Regions from separate parts of the Mus musculus genome. Here regions 1, 2, 3, 4, 6 and 7 are each linked to region 5. Evidence: chromatin contacts called from public Hi-C, HiCAR-type, HiChIP or PLAC-seq and promoter capture Hi-C data. All regions are on one chromosome and are shown on one strand. Each heading gives the region's core, a stretch centred on a gene start, on an enhancer-like site or on the middle of the called end of the contact. The rest is flanking DNA. Distances are from core to core; before and after follow the strand shown. Region 1 holds the start of Tigit (T cell immunoreceptor with Ig and ITIM domains). Region 2 overlaps Zbtb20 (zinc finger and BTB domain containing 20). Region 3 holds the start of Qtrt2 (queuine tRNA-ribosyltransferase accessory subunit 2). Region 4 overlaps Zbtb20 (zinc finger and BTB domain containing 20). Region 5 holds the start of Zbtb20 (zinc finger and BTB domain containing 20). Region 6 has its middle 35 kb from the start of Tigit. Region 7 overlaps Zbtb20 (zinc finger and BTB domain containing 20).

Evidence for each region. Promoter capture Hi-C pulls out the DNA fragments that hold promoters and counts their contacts. Hi-C and Micro-C count contacts between places; a contact is called where the count stands out from the background. HiCAR-type assays count read pairs that join an accessible place to other places. HiChIP or PLAC-seq counts read pairs in DNA pulled down with a chosen protein or histone mark.
Region 1: a promoter capture Hi-C map of liver shows a contact between it and region 5, with 4 times the contacts expected there. The contact joins the promoter of Tigit here to the promoter of Zbtb20 in region 5. A contact is called at or near these places in 3 of 39 promoter capture datasets (embryonic stem cells, liver and stem cell-derived epiblast-like cells) and 1 of 9 other capture datasets (adipose tissue).
Region 2: an H3K27ac HiChIP or PLAC-seq map of heart atrium shows a contact between it and region 5, with 6 read pairs. The contact joins the enhancer-like site here to the promoter of Zbtb20 in region 5. A contact is called at or near these places in 2 of 39 promoter capture datasets (hippocampal neurons and liver), 1 of 484 Hi-C or Micro-C datasets (bone marrow-derived macrophages) and 5 of 115 datasets of contacts at active chromatin or transcription factors (astrocytes, embryonic basal ganglia, embryonic forebrain and 2 more).
Region 3: an H3K27ac HiChIP or PLAC-seq map of microglia shows a contact between it and region 5, with 5 times the contacts expected there. The contact joins the promoter of Qtrt2 here to the promoter of Zbtb20 in region 5. A contact is called at or near these places in 4 of 39 promoter capture datasets (the 3T3-L1 cell line, cranial neural crest, liver and 1 more), 1 of 115 datasets of contacts at active chromatin or transcription factors (microglia) and 1 of 9 other capture datasets (adipose tissue).
Region 4: a contact with region 5 is called in a HiCAR-type map of astrocytes, with 6 times the contacts expected there. The contact joins the enhancer-like site here to the promoter of Zbtb20 in region 5. A contact is called at or near these places in 7 of 484 Hi-C or Micro-C datasets (adipose-derived mesenchymal stem cells, cerebral cortex, muscle stem cells and 4 more), 10 of 115 datasets of contacts at active chromatin or transcription factors (astrocytes, cardiomyocytes, embryonic basal ganglia and 7 more) and 1 of 9 other capture datasets (macrophages).
Region 6: a contact with region 5 is called in a Hi-C map of the N1E-115 cell line, with 7 times the contacts expected there. The contact joins the enhancer-like site here to the promoter of Zbtb20 in region 5. A contact is called at or near these places in 4 of 484 Hi-C or Micro-C datasets (the N1E-115 cell line, muscle stem cells, myocytes and 1 more), 1 of 115 datasets of contacts at active chromatin or transcription factors (cardiomyocytes) and 1 of 9 other capture datasets (embryonic stem cells).
Region 7: a contact with region 5 is called in an H3K27ac HiChIP or PLAC-seq map of heart atrium, with 5 read pairs. The contact joins the enhancer-like site here to the promoter of Zbtb20 in region 5. A contact is called at or near these places in 1 of 484 Hi-C or Micro-C datasets (cerebellum), 5 of 115 datasets of contacts at active chromatin or transcription factors (the NIH/3T3 cell line, embryonic basal ganglia, forebrain and 2 more) and 1 of 9 other capture datasets (embryonic stem cells).

What each region holds. Positions count from the first base shown.
Region 1 is chr16:43,662,560-43,665,437 of GRCm38.p6, forward strand. Tigit (T cell immunoreceptor with Ig and ITIM domains) reads right to left here and starts at 1,625. Exons shown (of 4, transcript NM_001146325.1): 1 at 1,465-1,625. The coding sequence starts at 1,528.
Region 2 is chr16:43,614,401-43,617,639 of GRCm38.p6, forward strand. The region is part of intron 10 of Zbtb20 (zinc finger and BTB domain containing 20); the gene reads left to right. Among named protein-coding and RNA genes, the nearest start is that of Mir568, 25 kb to the right of the region's middle. Within about 2 kb of position 1,266, at least 17 of the 459 cell types and tissues checked have an H3K27ac peak or open chromatin away from gene starts, as enhancers often do. A contact at or near this core is called in heart atrium, where this site is marked.
Region 3 is chr16:43,888,176-43,891,151 of GRCm38.p6, forward strand. Qtrt2 (queuine tRNA-ribosyltransferase accessory subunit 2) reads right to left here and starts at 1,501. Exons shown (of 9, transcript NM_001356329.1): 1 at 1,392-1,501. Ccdc191 (coiled-coil domain containing 191) reads left to right here and starts at 1,727. Exons shown (of 16, transcript NM_027801.1): 1 at 1,727-1,863. The coding sequence starts at 1,816.
Region 4 is chr16:43,463,382-43,466,251 of GRCm38.p6, forward strand. All of the region lies in intron 5 of Zbtb20 (zinc finger and BTB domain containing 20), which reads left to right. Among named protein-coding and RNA genes, the nearest start is that of Gm15713, 45 kb to the left of the region's middle. Within about 2 kb of position 1,505, at least 151 of the 459 cell types and tissues checked have an H3K27ac peak or open chromatin away from gene starts, as enhancers often do. A contact at or near this core is called in adipose-derived mesenchymal stem cells, astrocytes, cardiomyocytes and 11 more, where this site is marked.
Region 5 is chr16:42,906,167-42,908,980 of GRCm38.p6, forward strand. It overlaps Zbtb20 (zinc finger and BTB domain containing 20), which reads left to right and starts at 1,479. Exons shown (of 11, transcript NM_001285805.1): 1 at 1,479-1,555. The region is part of intron 1 of Gm19522 (predicted gene, 19522); the gene reads right to left.
Region 6 is chr16:43,697,441-43,700,631 of GRCm38.p6, forward strand. No RefSeq gene overlaps it. Among named protein-coding and RNA genes, the nearest start is that of Tigit, 35 kb to the left of the region's middle. Within about 2 kb of position 1,686, at least 124 of the 459 cell types and tissues checked have an H3K27ac peak or open chromatin away from gene starts, as enhancers often do. A contact at or near this core is called in the N1E-115 cell line, muscle stem cells and myocytes, where this site is marked.
Region 7 is chr16:43,430,385-43,433,610 of GRCm38.p6, forward strand. All of the region lies in intron 4 of Zbtb20 (zinc finger and BTB domain containing 20), which reads left to right. Among named protein-coding and RNA genes, the nearest start is that of Gm15713, 12 kb to the left of the region's middle. Within about 2 kb of position 1,582, at least 16 of the 459 cell types and tissues checked have an H3K27ac peak or open chromatin away from gene starts, as enhancers often do. A contact at or near this core is called in heart atrium, where this site is marked.

The DNA of each region.
Region 1 (2,878 bases), core at 375-2,874, 760 kb after region 5:
GCTGCTTCTGAAGCTTGCTCCTGCCAACCTGCCTCATCCTCACCCATCAGTCAGAGCTGTGCTTCCTCCTTACCTGAGGACCCTAGCTTTAAGCCCTTCCTTTTCCCCTGCATGCGATGTATTATTAAATGTTGTCTTATTAGATGTCTGGCTTCTTACTACAAGGCTTCTAGCACTTTGTCCGCTCAGGATGTTCCGCTCGGCTTCCTGGCTAGGTGGCTGATTGCTTTCAATGAACTTATTTAACTTTCCCACTTAGACTATCAGCCCGACACCAACATATCTTGTACTTCTCTCTAGGTTCCAGCAGTCTAGCCTTGTGTCTAGCCCTATGTTTTGAAAATAGAACTGGGCTATTTGATTGGCATTTGGGATGTCAGGAAAATGAGAGAGAGAGAGAGAGAGAGAGAGAGAGAGAGAGAGAGAGAGAGAACACAGAGAAAGGAAACTTGAATCTACTTCTCAGCCAGAAGTAGCAGCATATATTTTTAATCCAAGTACATGGGAGGATGAGGCAGGAGGATCATAGTGCATTCCAGACCAGCCTTGGAAACATAGAAAGACCATGTATCTGTCAAAGAAACAAACTAAAGCAAAAGAGAGAGGGAAGGGGAAGAGAGGACAATGAGAAAGAGGGAAAGAAGGGAAAGGAGAAGTAATGGAAGGGAAGAGAAGGGGAGGGAAACATAGAAAATAGGAGGGGAGGGGAGGAGAGGGGAGGGGAGGGGAGGGGAGGAGAGGGGAGGGGAGGGGAGGGAAGGGGAGGGGAAGAAGGGAGAAGAAGGAAGGGGAGGGGAGAGGAAGGGAAGACAGTAGAGGAGAGGTAAGAGGGGAAGAAAGGCCTTCTCCTAGATGAAGCCAACTTCTTTGCTACCTACCAGCCTGCCCCACCTTGGCTCCTCTCTACCTTCAGTCTTATAAGTTCAGCCTTTAAACTAATTTGTAGTATAGTCTCTAAATATTTTGTTTCCTTCCCTCAGAAATGTTTATCTACAATTTGTAATAGAATAGAAACAACAGAATTTAGTCTCTCATATTAGTGGTAGACTATGAAAATCTGAGAAGCAGGTATTTCTGACCAACAGAGAACTAACTGGAACATTGTTCTAGGAGTTCCTCAGAAACAGAAAAGAAAATGGAGCAGGAGAGAAATGGGTTTCCAGGAGATTTCTTGGCTCCCAATCTTAGTCTATTCCCCAGCTTCCCTCTTGAACAGCTGTCCAGTCAGAGTCCCTAACCCAGAGGATCTATGAAGTCCTTCCTCTGCAATCCCAAACGTGTATGCATCCCTTTCTCAGCGATTGCCTCTTACCATGTGGTCACACAGAGCCTCAGAACCACATACATACACAGAAGCTGACATACATACAGGCCTAGGCATATACTTAGAGCTTTCTCTACCTGAGCATCCTGGTGTCTGTGCCAAGCTAGGTGTCTCTGCTCTGCTAGGTCTGCAAGCCTTACCTGTAGCGAGGAAGGCAGCCTGTATCAGCCCCTGGACCCAGACCAGGAGCAGCCAGCCATGCATGCTTCTAACCAGAGGCCTACAGCAAAGTGGATGTGGCCTCTCCTCCAACTGAAACTGGCTCACTGCAGCTGTAAGGTGAAACCAAGCTGGTGAAAAGAGGGTCTCGGAAAAACTGACTTAGGTAAGAGCAGTGTCAAACGTGTAATGTTTTCTTAACAAGTACACAAAGCCACATAGGGTGAGCCACAAGAAAGGCCATGAAGGAAACACACTGTAAAAACAAATAAAACATGTGGTTAGAGATACACGGGTCTTGGGCAACTCGTATATTGACTACTTGGGTAGCCAGCCGATCTGTTGTTTTTAAGTTCTCTTGATGCACTTTTTGAAACACCAACTTTTATCTAAAGCATTCAAGGGTAGGTGACGCACAGGATTCTGAAGAAGTATTTCTGATGAGTCAGTCCCCTCCCCTCCCCTGCCCTGCCCTGCCCTGCCCTGCCCTGCTGCTTCAAGTTCCTGCCACAGTAACAGACTGTAACCTGGCCCTGTGAGCTAAAATAAGCCCCCTCTCCTCTAAGTTACTTTTTGTCAGGGCAGCGGCAACAGAAACCAAACTAGGACATCATCTTTTCTTTCTCTCTCCTTCCCCTTCTCCCTCCATCCTTTCCTTCATTTAAAAGGTCCTACAAGCTCTGAAGAGACGAGGGTCGGCAAAGAATTGCTCAGCGCTCAAGAGTTGACCAAAGTTCGTCTCTGTAAAGCCACTGGGAGAGGAGATGGAGAGGACACCGTCAGCTATCGCCTGGGCTCTTGGCAGAGCTGTATTGGCCATGCCCCATGATGTACAGCCTGAAGATCTCTATTCTCACCAGGGGACATCCAAAGCCTCATGCCCTGCCCATCCCACCAGTGCACAAATGATTCTCAACAGCCAGGCCTCTGTCCCTCTCTTCTGTATGCAGGGTCCCTCTGTCTCTGATCAGCTTCCTCCCCATCCTGGGTTCTGTTCATTCACAAATCTACACAGTGACTCATGCACCCTAGGCCCCTCCTCTAGACCTGTAGACAGTGTTTGACTTACCAGCTTCTCCACAGCCTTCAAGGCTTACATAAAAAATACATCTCCACCACTTTTGTTGTTGTTGTTTTGTTTTTGAGGCAGGGCTTCTCTGGGAAGCCTTGACTGAGCTGGAACTCACTCTGTAGACAAGGTTGGCTTAAAAACTCAGAGATCTTCTTGCCCGCCTCTCTCTCCTGAGTGATGGGATTTAAGGCATGCACCACCACCAAAGCCAGCCTCTCCACCACTTTTTTAACATCTGAATGCCTTTTAGCCAAAGAAACAGTAAGATCCAATATGTATTCAGGGTAAAATGCTGGGGCTAGACATGATGAGAGTTGCCAAAC
Region 2 (3,239 bases), core at 16-2,515, 710 kb after region 5:
CCCCATGCATTTTCCAGCATGATCCAGGACCTGTTGATGGTAGCAGGAGAGTTAGCAGGCTTGGGAGCTTATCTTACTCTTGGCTGCCATTTGTTGGGGTCTTGAAGGAATCAGCACAAAGGAACAGGAGATACCATTTCCTGGAGTGTTAAAATCCACTCCACTCACAATGCTGTAAGAAGTCAGATAATAAAGCAAACTGTTCCCCTAGGTATTTAAAATTCTGCTTTTCACTGACATATCTGAGTCGTCCATGAGCCACAGCCGTGTTAATGTATATGTCCCCAGGTGGCAGTCCCTCCTAGACAGTCAGCAGGGAATAGGCAGAAAGGTCATCACAGCATGCCATCCATGGCCTCCTGCTCCATGCCCTCTTCACAGACACCAAGAGTAACTGTGCAGCCATTGGATCAACTACATTCCTGCTGTTCATACCAAGCCTTTTCCTGTTTTCTGGTCCAGTCTTCATTTTTTCCCACTCAGAAACCTCTCTTTCCCTTCCTCTGACTTCCTTGGTTTTTTTGTTTTTTTGTTTTTTTAATACTCACCAAGCATCCTGTTTTGGTTTTGGTTTTCTGACACCCCACCCCTACCCCCAACCCCCCCCTACCATGCTCACCCAAAGAAAAGGGTAGGTATTACCCTGCCTTGGCATGTGTAACTAAGAGTAGACCACACGTGTCACCTTTGTTTACTAGTGTCAGTAAAACAGCCTGCTTTAGGGATCGGCTGAAACATTGGTTTTGCTGCTTTGGTTTGGCTTCTGTTTAACTCAGGATCTGCTTTCTGATGCAGTGTAGTGATTTCTCAGATGGTTTACTTTATCCTCAGTTCCTGCAGGCTGGATACAACAGTTTAGTTTTCCTTAAAATGACCAATACTCAGTGCTAGGTACCGTCTCATTAATTTTCAAAACAAGTTCACACATGTGTACTTTTTGAACCATTACCAAGTTCTAGATAAGGAGACCAAGGCTTAGAAAGCTTTGATAACATGTCCAAATCACTCAGCCAAGAAATGGAATTCATAGCGGACTCCTTCCCCAGAACGGATCACTTTAAAGTGAAGGGGCTCCTTGTGCCCACTGCCCTTTATGTTATGGTTCACAAATCCTCTTTGCATTTTGTGACGCTTCCTAACAACCCAAACTTGTGGACATGACCTTAGGCTCCAACCCAGAAAGCCATCTGAGACCGTTTATCATCTTAACCTCAGATTTCTCCACCTGCAGAGTGACAGTCTACAGACCACTCATTTCATGAACAGTGCCCCATTTCCTTTAAGGTTTCCTCTAAGTAATATGTAGGGGAGTCAGTGGATAGGAAATGTTATATGATTCCTGCTGATTGATGTTGTTTCAAATCTTTCCATATACGGCCGGCAAGTGTGGGCAAATGACTGATATGAAAATAGACCCAGGTCATTCAGGCAGTCCCTGAAATGCTCAGCGCCACCATTCCAGAACTGCAGTAATTATAGAGAGCACCTTCCTCTGACCAGCGCCTAGGTGCCTTGTGCACACTTTGCTCATTAACAACCACTCCATTTTGCTGTGGTAGGGCAGACAGCTGGGTACTTTGTCCTATTTAAAAGTGTGGGACTGCCCAAGCATTGAGTGATTAAGCAGGTTGCCCTCAGGCCATTTGCTGGCAAGGCCAGGACTAGAGATCTCAGGGGTTGTTGACCACCCTGAGATGAACACCAGTAAATCCCAGAGCCATAGCAAGTGCTTGATCCAATTTATCACTTACAGAAGGCAAATCAAACCCAGAGAGATAGAAACATTTAAGAAGTCCAGGGTCACACAGATAATTACTGACATAACTGTACTACGTGCATACAAACAACCAACGCATATATGCGACCGAGAAGATGACAACTGTGAAGAATCGATTTGTGGTGGGATTAGAAGGGTGTGAAAGCAAAGAGCCTTGATTGGTGACCTTGCCTGGAGGAAAAGCAGTCAGAAGGTGAACGTTCAAACAGCAAGAGCATTTAACAGTTTCACCTTCCTAACAGGCCAAAATACTGTCTGCAGTTTAAGGCACGCATGCTTCCCATGAAAGATGACAGTGGGCATGTTTTAAGAGATAGTTGGCCAGCCTCTCGTAGCCACTGTAAATTATACTGAGGACACAAGGACAGCAAAGACCAGCTGAGCTGCAAGCATGTTTACAGCTGATGGCAGTGCCTCAACTAAAAATAACATACATGCTTGTCTCCAAGGGAATCTCTCATTTACAGAAACTTTACAAATGTAAACACTGTGTATAGGCCGAGCTCTTTAGCAATAAGCCTTCCCCAGATTCTCCTTTTTCAATCTAAAAATTAAACTCTCTTTTAGCCCTAGGATCCTGCACTTCATACTTCCCCATAAGAATGCTTTCATTCAAGATCCCTTATGTTAGAAATACCAAGAAAATTGTCTAATTAGAGAGAGTTCCATACGATGAAACATAAATATGAGGCATTCGATCCAGAATCTGGCATAGTAAACATTCAGTGTGTGGGTGTTCGTTTTCTTGCTATGATACATGATACAGCAGCGTCTTCAGAATGGAAAAATGAGAGCCACAGTCAAGGCCCTTAGTTAAATGGAAGTTGACTCAAGTTTAAGGAGTAGATCCCTTGGCCTGCTACACATTCTCTGATAGGGTCTCGGGCTTGGGGCTTTAGGCACCCTGAGGCAGATGTCTACTTTGGCCTGTCAGTAATGAGATGGAAGAGGTAGAGCATACACTTTAGAGAGGTTTTGTCATCTGTCAAAATCAGAAAAGAGCAAGTGTTGAGAATCAATATTAATAATTTAAAAAAGCAAGTCTTTTAAACAATTATCCAAAGTGATGTCCCAGACCCATGTACTTTTAGGGGTCCCCATGTCGCCATCCACTGACTAGTCTTACCTTACTATTTTTAACTAGCTAGATGATTTGGTTTCAGAGCCAATGGCAGACAAAGCAATAAACACACAAGAAAAAAGGGCCGTGCCAGCTGGCTAAGAAAAAAAAAAAAAAACAGAAAAAACTATTTTAGAAATTAACCTAAAAGTTCAAAAAGCATATGGAACCGTTTAATGGGGGGAGGATGTAGCCTTGTAATAAGAATGCCATGCAAATATTCCCACACCGCCCTTGGTGGTCTACAAAGTGATTCCATGTGTATTTCATGTCAACACCATCACAGGGAGGTAAGCAGGACGGTGTACCTCAGAGGTTCTTGGTGATTTGTTATGATGGCGC
Region 3 (2,976 bases), core at 251-2,750, 980 kb after region 5:
GTGTGAGTAAGAATGGCCCCCACAGGCTCATATATTTGAATGCTTAGTCACCAGGGAGTTGTACTATTTGAAAGGATTAGAAGGATAAGAGTTATGGACTTGTTGGAGGAAATGTGTCACTGGCTTTTAGGTTTCAAAAGTACATGCCAATTCTCTTTGTTCCTATGGATGAGAATGCAGTTCTCAGCTACTGCTCAGGCGTCTGCCTGCATGCCAACATGCTTCCTGCTGTGATGATAATGGACTAAACCTCTAAAACTGTAAGCAAGCCCTCAATCAAACGTTTTCTTTTATAACAGTTGCTTTGGTCATGGTGTCTCTTCACAGCAACAGAACAGTGACTAAGACAGTTACCAGTAGTAACTGGCAGAGTTGTTACTGGAATTATAGATGTATTAGTTTTAGAGGCTATAATATAGGCTAGTGGCTTAAAAGAAACTGAAATTTGTCAAATACAATGTTTCCATATTAACTGTGATAGTTCCCATTTTGCTACAGTGTAATTGTTCTTTTCCCATCTTGCCCCTCTACCTCTAAGCCATCTTCTCCAAATTGACAGCCTTTCTCCAGACTCATCCAAACATTTAAACACACTTGTTCTCCAAAAATGGACACACACTGTATTATATGCACTTCTCTGAACTCTGCTTTTCATTCAGGAAAAAATAGGCACACCTTCCAAAAAATCGCCATGAAACTAACTCTTCCAAAAGAACTAACTACCATTGAGACAGCGGAAAGTCTGAACGTAACACAGCCCATTCAACAATGTTCTTACTGGTTCACACTCAAGTTAGAGGGCAGGTGCTAGGTCTATGGGGCACAGCTTTCCTTATCATATTTCCACCAGTTTATAGTTTGGTTTAGATTCCCTGGCAGAATGTTTTACACACGTTGCTTTTTCAATCATTACAATACTCCCAGGGTTTAGGTACAATCCCATTTTGCCAGTAAGTAAGCTGAATTGCCAACAAGTGGCCGGGTCCAAAGCTCCAGTTCTGAATTTCTGCCCTGCCTTGAAAGCACACACGCCTTCAGTGGGCTGTTCATGACAACATCCAGGCATGGCTATTTAGATTCAATTTTCCCTTAGTTCCATTAGCCATCCCAGGAGCCCTAGACTTTCCTATTCGTATAGCTTCCCAAGTAACTGCTAAACTCAGAAAAACTTGCAGCTGAGAAGCTCATTCTCTGGCAGAGGCCAGGAGAACGGAGGTCCTTTTCTTTCTGAACTGTAACTGGCAATCACACTGGGAGACTCGGAGCTGGCAAAAGCCTAGACCAACAAGAAACCAAGTAATGACGAGGTGGGAACAAGACTGCAACGCAATAAAAAAAAAAAAAAAGTGGGCGCTATTCACCCTCCCTCAACAAGGAAAAGGAACACTCACCGGTTGATAACACAACTCCGCACCCTCAGGACCCTTAAACTCTTCGCAAGAGATAACACGTGTTCCGACTCGTAGAACCCTTGGCCCACTAAACCACGGTCTCCGCCGCAGAGCCAATCCGGAATTTCTGCGTCATCACCAAGCGCCAGAATTACGCAAAGGCCCTGCTAAAGAAGCCCAGTGACCTCCGCCGATGCCATAGTAACAGCGTGAAAGCAAGCTTCCCGCGCAACGCCTCCTGGGAGTAGTAGTTCCGGAATGTCTGACCCCTGTCTAGCTGCTAGGTGGCAGAACTACAACTCCCAGAACCACCTGAAAGCAGTCTGGGAGGAGGCGCAGTTGTCTCTGTTGTGGCCGAAGTCTAGGCCCGAGAGTGCAAAACGTGCTGCTGGCGCCCCAGGGAGGGTCCGCCTCAAAGAAGAAGATGGAGCTGAGTCGCTGGAAACGGTTATCAAGGAAGCTGAATCTCAAGGTGATCCCAGTCGGGAGCTTTGAGGAACATGGGCCGGCCCTAGGCGCCACACAGTCCTGAAGCCAGCCGCTTCCCGCCCTGCGCTTCCTCACTCTTCCCCCGGGGGCATCCTTACCTGGCCTTGGCTACCCTAGAGCCTGCACAGCCCTAGGTAGCGTGATTTAAGGAGCCAAAGGGTCTGTGTACTCACTACTGTGATGGGCTGCATCCTGTAAGGATTATTTCTATCTATGGAGAGGTCTCCTAGTGTCCATCATGGTGAGGGGAATTTGCCCCTAATCCTTACTCTGCCACCAATTTTAGGAAACTTTCCGCACATTTTCTTCTGCCCCCTTCAAATCTGAGTTAAGGGGTCTTTAAAAGGAAAAAAAAAATCATCACACGAAATTCTCTGACGTTATCCCTTATATCTTTCCCTTTCCAGTTTTACACAAGGTATCTAAAATGAACCCAGAAGTCCAGATGGTTGTATCTCAATACTTTATCCATATGGTTATCTCTAAATTTCACGAGCATTCAAAGTTAGAGCCTCCCTGTATCTCTTACCTCTTCTGTGTATTAGCACCTAAAGGCATCAGGAGGTTGAGGAAGAATTGGGGTGGGGGTGGGGGGTAATTAAAAATAAAAGAGACACCATTTAAAACTTGGAACATTACAAAAGTCACAGCCATGCAAAGTCACAGCCACACCAAGTGTGCCTTCCAGAATACCTCTTAACAGTCACAAAAATAGATGCTTTAAATGTAAAGGAGAGTATTGAAATGGAGGGGCTTCAGCTTTCAGCAGCAGAGCAGTTTCACCAGCTGCTCTTACCTTTCAGTTTTACTTTCCTGTAAAAAGAAAAAAAAATCCTCTTAGACGAGTGGCTTTTGTGGGGGCCCCAGGTAATCATTCTTGTGGGTTATCCTAAATATAGCAGCTGTGTGCACAGGGCACATTCCGCTTAGTGAAAACCATGCTCCAGATACCAGAGGGCACAGGCCAGAGCATTAGTGAGTGGAAACTGAGGTTGCTCCATTGCATAATAGATGGGGCCCGAAATAGCATATGAATATAGATTTGATGATGCAAGGCAAAAAAAAAAAAAAAAAAAAAATTGGGACAACTTAGAAC
Region 4 (2,870 bases), core at 255-2,754, 560 kb after region 5:
TAACTTCTAGATCAGAGCTTTCATTTATTGACAAAATTTATAATATCCTTTTACCAAGAAGTACAAGCCTGAAAAGTAAATAGGCTAAAAATTTGTGCAAAATTATAAAGTCTAGGAAGAAAAATAAAAGAAATCCAGGATTCACATGTGCCTGCAAGTTTATAGAATGCGCCATTTCTTTTCAGAGAAGACAGGAAGTTTTTTAGGGGAATAAAAAGAAGAAATGGAGAAACAAAACTTGATTTAAAATGAAAAAGAGAACATTTATTATTTAAAGACCAAACCTGCCTGCACTGAGCAGATTTGGATAAATATTACTTTGGACTGCTTTTAGGAGATTCTGGGGCAATGAAATCAAATGATCAAGTCACTACCAAGAGGCACCACCTAGGAAATCCTACAGAGACAGGCAGTCATCTCAGATAATAGCTAAGTAACCGTGACCGTGGGTATCCTGCTCATTGCATCTCCCTTTGTCCCTCGATCACATTGCCACCTCCCCGTCTGTGGTGGTTCCTGTGCTGCAGTGGTCTGCACCAAATGACGAGGTCTCTGATTTCACATCTATGTGGCTTTCACTATCAGTCCTAGAAGCCTGCAGCAGACATATTTAATACAGGAGAATGCAGGGAAAGATGCTAAGGCTAAAGTCAAATGTGACATTTTATCTGACATAGGAAGGAGGCTGGTTAGACTCCTCAAGGAATGGTGCTGTGTTATACAACAGGGCCAGGTCCTACCTGGCCCTAAGCCATCTCATTCCCTGTTCATTCTCAGTGGTGATACAGCCGGTCAGCTAATGCTTTGGATGATGTTGGTGTGCATGCTCATCGTTACCACTGTGTCTTCCTACCCTTCCCTTCCCCTTCGTTACCTAGCACTGCATATTTCTAGTCCTCTGACTGGCAAATCATTTTGTAACAGCTCTTTTGTGTAAAAACAGTTCGCATAATAGCTCAGTGTTAGACAAGGCATTAATCCTCACATCACCAAGATGAGTCAGCACGATGAACTCCTGCCCGCCTAGCTCAGCTATTATGACGTCAGTGCTTTGGGGCAAGCATGAGACACAAACCGTATAGGAGACCTGTGTCACCTAGTAGAAATCAAGTCGGGAGGCCTCTAATTGAAAGTCCGTGTGGGCCTCATAGGAAATTGTGAAGCTAATTCTGTGCTACATCAGCAGAGCAGTTTCTGGACTTTTTTTTTTTTTTTAGCAGAGTAAGGCTGGGAAAAGAAAACCGTGTCACAAGCTGATAGTCCATTCATGTACTCATGACCTTGTCCTACCCCAAGCCAGGCTTCATGCTTGCTTGCTTGACTTGTTAGAAATCCTCAAGTTGCCTTTATGCCAGCAGGATGACGGAGCCAGTAACAGTCCCGTGTCCTCAAGTGCTCCCATGGACAGCAGCTGATGGCTCCAGGGTGCTGCTCTAGAGGCCCCTCAGCAGCAAAGGAACAGTTCCTTGGGAACAAACCAGAGCATTATCCCCAGGGCCTCTCCTTCCCAAGCGCCTCCTCAATGACCTCCTCGGGACAGGTGCAAGACTCAGCCTGTTTGACCTTCTGTCCTTGGCACTGCATGCAATGTCCGCATCTGGAATTGACCCAGATTTAAATAGGAGTTGAATAGCTGCCACGATTTCCTGCAAGAGTTTTCTGTCCCATTATTCTTCGGCAGAAACAGAAAGGAAAACTCCACAATCTACCACGCTGCCTCAAAGCAGATGACACAGACTAGCCCTGTTTGGGGAGCCCAGTTCTTGTCAGCAAGGCTTCTCTGAAATTCAGACCCAGATATGTTCTCTTGCCAGTCCTTTACAATATTAAAAGTTAATCATCAGAAGGTGGTAATGTATTCCATTACTGACATTCTGTATTAAAAAGATGCTACATCACAGCCTCCATCCTGCCCTGCCCCATCTAACTCTCACCCAAGCCAGTCACCAACCCCTGTGATAACCCAGAAAATGCCTCAGTGCTGGGATTTTCCACTTTCATTAGAGTGCTAGTAGTCTCTTACCATGCTTCTAAGAGCTATGGCTACTGCTTGGCTTGGTTTTGATTAATTATGCACAGTTCTTTATTTAGTTTTCAGTCAACAAACGTTTATAGAAAGCCTGTAACAGTGCTTAGTTCTGGGAACTCCAAGATAAATGAGAAATGCCACCTTTCATTAAGAATGGCACAGTCTGGGGTTGAGAGAACAGCTCAAGCTGGAACACTTGTAGCTCAGTGAAGTGGAGCGGGAGTGCAGGCCTGGGCTTGCCCCACAGCAATGCAGAAAAAAAAAAGAAAGAAGCCCTCAGTGTTCTAGGGACGATGACCATGTGCAAAGGCTGTTTTGTGACCAGCACTGGAATTCAGGTATCTCCAAATGCTTACCCATAGAGAAGGTTCAAGCTGGCTCAGAAAGTGAAAATAGTGACTAGGGGTTTACCAAGTGGGCACAGGAGGAGAGAGAGAAAGGGGTTTGTTGTTAGAGAAAACAAGAGCATTTAAAAGTGAGAAGGCACCAAGTAACCGCCAGGTCTAGCTACTGAGTTCTCGAGTGTGCTAGCATGTGATAGACAGGAGTCAAGTCAAAGGGGCCTCTGATGCCAAGCAAAGGAGTTTAGACTTGATCGTACACCCCTGAAGATAGTTTAAAGAAACCTAAGGCAATTGCTTAAGACTTGAACTGTGCAGTGAGTGAACTGTGCAGTGAGTGGAGATGAGATGTCATTTCAGAGTGCTGACTCAGGCATTAACATTTGTGTAACTCAAGCATATCTTTGCCTTGCCCTTTAGGAGAAAGGCTGATGTTACCGTGGTTGCCAAACTTAAAGCCAAACCCATCCTTATGGGAGTTCCACTGAAGGCCTCAGTCT
Region 5 (2,814 bases), core at 229-2,728:
ATCAAAATATAGCATTAGAATAAGTCAAGTGCACCCTCTTACCTTTCATTTTATGTGTGTGAATTCCTTTGGAAAAATCTACTCTTTAAAAATTTTTAAATGTATACAATTTATATAGTCAAACTGTATAAACAACATTAAGGAAGATGGGCATCTACACAGATACAATACTCAGATATATAGATAAATAGATAGATAGATAGTTAGTTAGTTTGGTTTATCAGGAGTTGTTTTGAAAAAAAAAAGAGACTTCCAACCAGTTCTATTTTCTGATGTTCATCATCCCAAAGCTGAAAATATATCACCACTTTAGAAAAGGCACCTGGGAGTTAGCAAAGGCTATGAGGAGCATGTGGTGGGACCAGTAATATAACCAGCACTATTTTCCTGGAGCTAGTGCATGTGAAAATTTGGTTAAAGGTATAGTATAAAGAGTTTCATTTTTTTCTTTCAAGGAAGGTTTATTTAAAAGCACCAGTTTTAGTTTTTACTTCTAATAAAAGATGAAAGGTTATTTACTGTAGTTTCCGATCCATATTGTATAGAACTTTGTCTTGCTTGAATGGTAACTCCTAATAGGTTTATTTCTCTGGTATACTATGTATTAAATGCATTGCACCTGTTAATACAGACTGCATTGCATTGTGTAGCTGGATGCTTCAAACAAGAAACCAGTCTGCTTTCTTCTAGGGTACTAGCCTATTAGCAAGTTAATTAAACTTAATTCTGTTTTTGTCTTATAGTTTTGTTTATGGTCTTGGTTTATTTACTGAACAGTGATTTCTTCTTTGCAGTTACCAGTTTTGCCTGAGATCAGTTTTCCTATTGTATGGAGTCTGTTTCTTACAGTCTCCTTTAAGACAGCTCTGACTTTAAAATCATTACTAAGCTTTTGTCAGAGCAGATTTGTTGACATTTTTCTCACATTCAAAAAATAAATTTGAAAGATTGCACAAATAAGCTATGTAATTCCTTATTTCCTGCTAATATGCAAAAATGTATTTATGATAATTACACACGTACTGTGTGCCAGAGCTGAAACAATACATTCCTCATAATGGAGCATAAATAAAGAAGGTGGAGCCAGCTGCTCTTAAACTGTTTCTTTGCAAGCAGTAATGCTATAGAGAATATACCTTTTCCCTCTGTTAGTCTGGCAATGCTGAACCTGTTGCTGCATTAGACGAGTTGCGTTTTCCTGGGTAGGGGAAGGAGGGCTGTCTGCTGTCTGGTAGGAGGGCTTTGTCTGTGCCTTTCTCTCTCTCTCTTTCTGTTTTTCTTTCTCTCTCTCCTTCTCTTTCTCTCTCACTGGCTTGCTTGCTCTGTCTCTGTCTTTCTCTCTCTCTCTCTGCCCCCCTTCCCCTCCCTCTCTCTTGCTCTCTCTCTCTCTCTTCCCGTCTCTGTGGTTTGTAAGGTAGGTTGCAGTGTGTGTATATACACAACATCAAGAGCAGGAAAATGGACTCATTAGGGAGGCAGGCAGTCATTACCACTCACACTGTACTTCCAGGGAGACACCGATTATGAGAAGAGAAACTCAGCGCTGGGGAAGAAGGTAGGGGCAGACAACTTTCATAAAAACAACCCTGCCTCCTCAGTCCCCTTGCATTTATCATCTTATTTACTCCACAGTGCTTTTAGGCTTTCTTTCCTGAATTTTAATTTCTGTATCTAAATTTGACAGAGCTAATGCTAGTTTGAATTTTGGAACATCTATAGGAGGCCTACCCTGTACTAATTTTCTTAATTATTTAAGGGTGTGACCTTGTGATTCAGTTTTATTAGTTTAAAAATAATTACAAACAAACCTATTTTTCTTACTAAAGTAATGAGTAAATCAGAATCGTTCACTCTTTTAAAACAAACTCCTCCGTATGTTTGTCTCTTTGCTTTTCTCGTCTGTTTATGCAATTCCATCTGTCTGTCTATATATCATGTTGTCCTTATTTATTGCTAACTGGATTTTGTTAGTTATTTGCCAGTGAGTTTTAGCTGCAGTGCCAGTGTGGGTACTACCAAAATGAGACTCTTGTTCTTTGTTTTACATTGAAGTTTAAAGTCCATATTTACAGTATAGATCCTTTAAGCAGGTTGCATACTTTATGCTAGCATGTTTATTTGATGACATTGGACATAAGGTGAAGGGTAGCCCCTCAGGGTGGGCAAGAATCAAGGAACTATTTTTTTTTGCTACTACACATGTAGAAATAGTGCATCAGGGGGTTATAGTTTCAAAGAAATTGTGGCTATTTTCTAACTTTTTATTTTATAGATAGATTGTTGCATTTATATGGGTATTACTGTGGTTAGTAAGAGTATAAACTTTCTTAACAAGAAGTTTTTATCCTGGGATAGTTTCCTTTTAGTATGTTAGTGCTTGTTTATGCTTAGGGAGGGAGGAGTGGAGGCTGGCCTTTTTACATTTTTTTTTTTTTTAACAAAGTGGAAGCTATGGAGTGTATCAGGCCATTTTGTGCAACAACTGTAAGTATTCCCTTAACATATTTGAGTCCATAAATAATGTATTTGTTATTGCAAATATGTATTTGAGGTTTTTTTTTATTTCTTTTTTCTTTTCATGGTGGGAAAAAAGCTATGCTTGAAACCAGCTTGCATTGTTGAGGAATTTTCTAGAATAGTGCTTTTTCAAAATTTCAAGGAGTAGTTAAATAAGGTGGATGTGAAGTATACTTTTAGATGGACTTCTATTTAGGTTTGTGCAAAAGCAGAACTTTTATTCATCTGATAAAAATTAAGTCAGACAGAGAGGAACATAAATGTTTTCAGAATATACACGAGCAGTGATAGGAAATG
Region 6 (3,191 bases), core at 436-2,935, 790 kb after region 5:
CTAAGGGCTGCTTCCCTACTGCTGGGATTAAAGATGTGCACAACTAGGATTGTTATGCCTGGCACAATAATCGTTTCATAATGGAAAGCTGGGGAGATATTTTAAATTTACTTTAGTCCACATTTTGTTGAGACTGGTGACAATTTTGAGTCCCATTAGCCTGTAGATTGCCATTTGAAAACCTCTAATCCGGATTGCTAAGACTCTATAAAGCCATAAAGGACGGGGCATAACTTGAACCTTATCTCCCTGGGAAAGCATTTGTTGTCTTAGCCTCCACTTATCTATAGAAACAACACATGGCCTATATGGACATTCTGGGAGCTTATAGGCATATTCAACTGTAGTTATTAGCTTCTTGCTTTCATCCTCTCTGAGAAATACTCCCAAATGAGAAATATCCATGTTAGGGCTAGAGAGATGACACCTCAGTGACTGAGGGCCTGAGGTCACTTCCCAGAGCCCACAGCAAGTCATCCACATTGCCAGTGACTCAGCTTCAGGTCTACCTGACTCACTCTTCTGGCTTCTTTCGGTACCCACAGCATGTGTGGCATTTACCACACAGTCACACATAACCAGAAATAAAATAAATATTAAAATCCAAGCCCATCTTTCTTCGAGTTGCTGTTGTCGTGTATGTTGTTACAGTGACGAGACACGTAATTGATACGGCTTTCCAACTAGAATCTGTGACAAGTGACAGCATTGAGCGTTTTCACTAAACCAAGCTCTGTGTCAATGGTTTTGTATTTACTACCTCACTGAACTCTAAAGGAAGCCTAACAAGCCAGATGCCATTGTATCCCAGTTTTCTAGGTGGCAATTCTGTGGATTGAGAGGTGAGACAACTTGACTGAGTTGTTTCAAACCCTGTGCTCAAACTCTTTCAATGTTTGCCACGGGTAGTATGTCAACACAGCCACACTGTGCTACAAATTTTGCTTAAAAAAAAAAAAAAAAAGTCCAGGGGACTGGAGAGATGGCCTAGCGGTTAAGAGCATTCACTGCTCTTCCAGAGGTCCTGGGTTCAATTCCCAGCAACCACATGGGGGCTCACTACCATCAGTAAGGGAACTGATGCCCTCTTCTGGTGTGTCTGAAGACAGTTACAGTGTACTCACATACATAAACTAAATAAATCTTTTAAAAAATCCAATCACTTCCCCCACTGGAATGTAAGTTGGAAAGATAAATATGAGAGAGAGAGAGAGAGAGAGAGAGAGAGAGAGAGATCTAAAAGTATAGAACTGGAAGTGACAAGAACGTAGGGAGAAACAAGACAGCTTCCTTCCCACACATCTGCTCCTTCAGAGTCTTAGCTCTGCCCAACTCTTTATTTACCACCACCACCACCTTGTGTCTGATTTTTAAAATCATTTTTCTCACCTCCACTGCTACTGCACAGTCCCTAACCTACCTCCCTAAATCCACTATTTTGTATTCCCACCCCCACACCTCAACCTACGGATCCTTCGAGGAAGATGCAAACAGAGCATTGGCTATTTTAAAACGCCACAATTTTAAAAAGCACTCATCTCTTTATATCTACTGCTTGCCACAAATCCTTTCCAGCCCCGCCCTCTTCCACTTGACGGAAAGGCAGAAGTCTATGGTGGAGCCCACAGGAACCTTCTGGTCCCGCCCCCACACCTTGTCCCGCCCCCAAGGCTGTCTCTCCTGCTAGCCTGTGGTTTGTGGGTTTGAGCTGTCGGGTTGGTATGTACCCTGTGTTCTCTGCCTGGCCTGTCTTTACTGACCTCTGCCTAGGGGACTTCATCATCTCTTCCAGTTTTGTTGTTTTGTTTTGTTTTGTTTTGTTTGTTGTTGTTTCTTGAGATGGGCCGACCTCAAACCTGTGCTCCTCCTGCCTTGTTAGGGCTGGGATTACAGTCCCATGCCACCATGGCTGGTGGAGTCTCACTATCTTTGTAGGCTGCCACCATCACGTAAGCTCTGGAGAGCGTGTGCCTGATACAGGAAAGGGTTCAGTAGATTTGGTTAAGGGAATAAAGTCACAAAAGCACAGTGATCCTTATACCAGGTCTGTTGACCTCTGGTTTTACCTCATTCTACTGAATAACAAAGATGGGATTTCCCCCTCTGCCTCTGACGTGAATGAGTTACAAGCTGGGGCATATCAGATTCTCTAATACCCCACGCTATGCTGGACATACAGGAGGTGCTCGAGAATTCTAGAATTCTGAATAAGTATTTGACCATGAGACATAAACATGTCTCCTGCTAAATTCCAGAGCTCCTCTGACTAAATCTCCAGCCAATAAACAGAGCTCTGCTACAGGAGGAGCAAGGACTGCCCAAGGTCTACTGCAGCAACAAGGAATTCATCACATAAAAACTGCATCATTTGGCTGGGCGTGGTGGCGCACACCTTTAATCCCAGCACTCGGGAAGTAGAGGCAGGTGGATCTCTGAATTCAAGGCCAGCCTGGTCTAAAGAGTGAGTTCCAGGACAGCTGGGGCTACACTGTCTCGAAAACCAAACAAAGCAAAAAAAAAAAAAAAAAAAAATCTACACAGCCTCATACTTTCTATAGATACTGTTAAAATTCTCTAAAGGGGAATAAATCGTTGCATATGCTCTCAAAGCCCTTTCTCTAGTGACAATTATTTTTTTCTGGGGCTTAAAATTGAACATATCTCAATGGTGTTGACTAAGGTCTAATTATAATGAGAGTTCTGAAATCCTAAATGAAATTATTTGACCATATCAAATTCATGCTTGACTGTGTCTTCTCTTGAAGATTGGCGTTCCCAGATCTCCAGTTACATCCAACTTGCTGCTCATAGCAAACGAGTAAGTGTGTAGCACACGCTGTCAGAACAGCAAACTCGGACACCTGTGTGCCAGTTTGCTTCTGGCCTTCCATTTCAGCTGCTAGCTCTAAACGAATTATCCCAACCGCGACCCCCACCCCTTCACACACACACACACACACACACACACACACACACACACACACACCATTGCCCGATAGTACACTCTGTCATTACAACACCTCAGACATGTTTCTACACAGTGAAAAGGCAATGGCTGCTCAGAACGCCACAGTTGGAAGAGCGTTTTCATGTATTTAAGTCACCCGAGTCTCACGGCAGCCCTGTGTCTTCAACAGGGCTGCGGCCTTAGTGAGGAGCAGAGGAAACACACAACTCAGAAACCTAAGCTG
Region 7 (3,226 bases), core at 332-2,831, 520 kb after region 5:
ACCAGTTTGAAAAAGATGACAGGATGCTCAAATACAAGCAGGACCTGTCTCTACACATCTAAAACAGAAAGCAGAATATTCAAACATGTGTATCTTGCACTTAATTTAAACTGCGTGGTTGGTTACCTATCTCTCTGGCAATTCCGTATAAAGTTTTATTACTGTGAAATAGAATAGGGTAGGGATTTATGTCACACAAAAATGAATTTCCATGGATGGGAACACACATGAAATAATTTAAGTAAGCAGTATGTCAAATGAAAATTTAAGATGTTAGAGCTGGTGGTATATAGGGAAGAAGCAACAGAGGAGGTCTGTGTAATAGATGATAAATATATCACAGTTAGAAAAAAAGAAGGGACCTGGTTGCTACAGTGGGTTTTTTTTCTAATGTTGAAGAATTGTGGAAAACACTGAAGAGTAAATTTTAAGAAACCAAAACAAATTATTAAATAGGGGCAGCCTCATTTGTACATCAAAGAAAAATATATTACTTAAGTGTGAGCCCATAGTTCCAAAATGTTCCATTTTGTTCCAAAATGAGCAATACCCACAACCCTAGAATTTCATGAGGTATGCACAATAAAGACATCTTTTAAAACTCCAGTTCACAAAGGTTACTAAAGGGCCATCAGTGAGCACAGCTCCATTTACCTCATAAAACTCCTTCCTTGTCATTGCTTGCTTTGGTTTCAGATAATGAGAATTAGGGTGAAGAGCATGTGTTTCAAATATGAGAGACTGGTCTAAGAGTCTTACACACCTTACATACCATCTTACAACTGATGTTAAGGTTCTGTGCAGGCTTTAATGGAATGCTGGCATCATAAAATGATATGAAAAACTTTTTTCATTATATTCTGTACTTGTGGTCTTTTTTTAAAAACATAGTCTGTGCAAGAAATTCAGAATAGTAGATATTTGACATAGGGTTTAAGAATCCTATTTTTAATTTGTCTCCCACTTCCCTAATCCTTAAGCTTAGACTAAACATCTCAAAAACACTATAAAACTAGGGTTTTATGGCTGGTTCCAGTAAGAGACACAGCAGAGAAACTAACTATCCTACTATGTGTCCTATTGCTGTGATAGCATACTGTAAACAAACATATCCCGATCCAAATCCATCATTGAGAGAAACCAAGGGGTTAGTACAAGCACAGACCATGAAGGAGTGCTGGTTAATGGCTTGTTATCCACTGGTCACACAGCTTACTTTGCTATAAACCAAGACCATCATCCCAGGAGTGGACCACTCACAGTCAACTGGGCCCTCCCACATCAAACACTAAGCAAGAAAATGTTCCACAGACTCACTTACAGCCCAGTCTGATGGGACACTTATCAGTTTCTTTTTTCCAGATGACGCTAACTTGTGTCTAGCACAGTAATGTGCTTCCAAGTACTACTTCTAAGTTGATGTCATCCTCAGGGAAAAGAAAACATAGGGAAGGAAGAGTGATGTGCTCCGGAAGGGCAGAGATTGTATTGCTTTGGAACTTGCCCTTAAGGTGACTGTCAGATGCTAAGGATGTCCTGGACTACTCAAGATGCCACAGGTCCTGCAGAGCTCAAGCTCTGCAGCAAGGTCTTGGATAGAGTAGCTGCCTTTGACCACATGGTAAGTCCTGAGAATGGACAGGGTGACCCAAGCAGAAGCTTAAAGGGAAAACTCCTGGGAATAGAACTAGAACATTTCAGTACTTGGGAAGCAGAGAGGATAGAAGAGCCAAAGAGAAGACAAGAAAGGATCCAAGAGAGAAGGCAAAAACAAAAAAATCAGCCACTGTTGATAAGGAACCGAAGGTTAACTGCCTCAGGCACAGCACTGGTAAGCTTGAATCAAACTGAAACTAGAAATAGCCACCTTCAGCAAGGAGAACGCCCGCACTGACACAGCATGCCCAAAGAGCACTGTTCTGCTTGAATGTGGAGCTGGAATCTCATAGGTGGTAGAAGCCTGTTTTACTAAAATACTTGCCATTTTTTAATGTTTAATTAGTGGGGGTGGGGTGCACGCGTGCACAGCAAGGGATCCAAAAGCCTTGCCCTAAAAGCACCCCTTTTTTATGTACACTCATAGTTCTTACCTTTTTCAATTAATGTTCTTTCACTTGCTATTGTCCTAATTTTTAGAAATAATTCTGTGTGTACTTTAAAGATAAATTGTTAGGAAACAGTATACAAAATATATTAAGTTGCTTTAGTGACCACAGTGTATTTTCAAACCAAAAATAAGTGTAAAAATAATATTATCCTCTACTTATATAGAGTAAGACAAATAGCTATGGTACTCTTTAATCAAAACTATTTCTATTACCTTCTGTAATTTCTGAACTAGTTATGTTCTATTTTGAAATCATTGAAATAACTACAGTTTGGAGAGAATGAATAAAATGCATTTATTGCACACAAAGCTCTTGCATATAAGTAAAAAAAAAAAACATGATAGAAATCATTGTGAGACATAAATGGTCTCTTGGAATAGAACCAGTGTGTCTGGTTTAGGAGGGCTCTTACTTCAGGTAATATTAGATTCTCTAATACATAAACCTGCAAGGCTTAGTGGATTAACATAATAGAACTTTCTGTTTTGCTCATGCAAAACTAATCATGGATTCAGGTTGGCAGAGACTCCATCATCTCTTGGACATGGCTTTTAGAGTAACCTTGAGTATTACATCCAGACAGAAGACTAGAGAAAACGAAAACAACAGAGAAAAGTTTTTCTGAGCCAGACTCAGAGCAGTATGTATCATTCCACCAGGATTCCATTGGCCAGAATGTGGTCACGAGGCTCTGTTTTCATGGAAGCCTGGGGAAAGGAGGTTTCCTGCATGCCCAAGAGAAAGGTAAAAGGTCTTTGGAATAGTCAACAATTGCCTAAGGACCAGAACTGGCCTCTTGGGTAGGATTTAGGATGGCAGACAATTAAGTACATACGGGTGTTACAGAATGAGAAGGGAGTGGCAACGGAGGAGCCCGTTCCAGCCCCACCCCTTTGTGTAGATGTAGGGCTGTAGAGTCATCGTAGGTTTCATATAAGCTCCATAACAGTAGTGTTCCTCTCTCATCTGAAAATGCCATGCAGTCTCAGAGATAAAGGGATCTGCCATGCGTGGCAGTTTACTTAGCTGGATATTGCATTTATTAAAGCAGAGAAGAACTGTAGGTATTCACCTTAAAACACTCTCATTTCAGAGGAGAGGCACCCAAGGAGGTCATG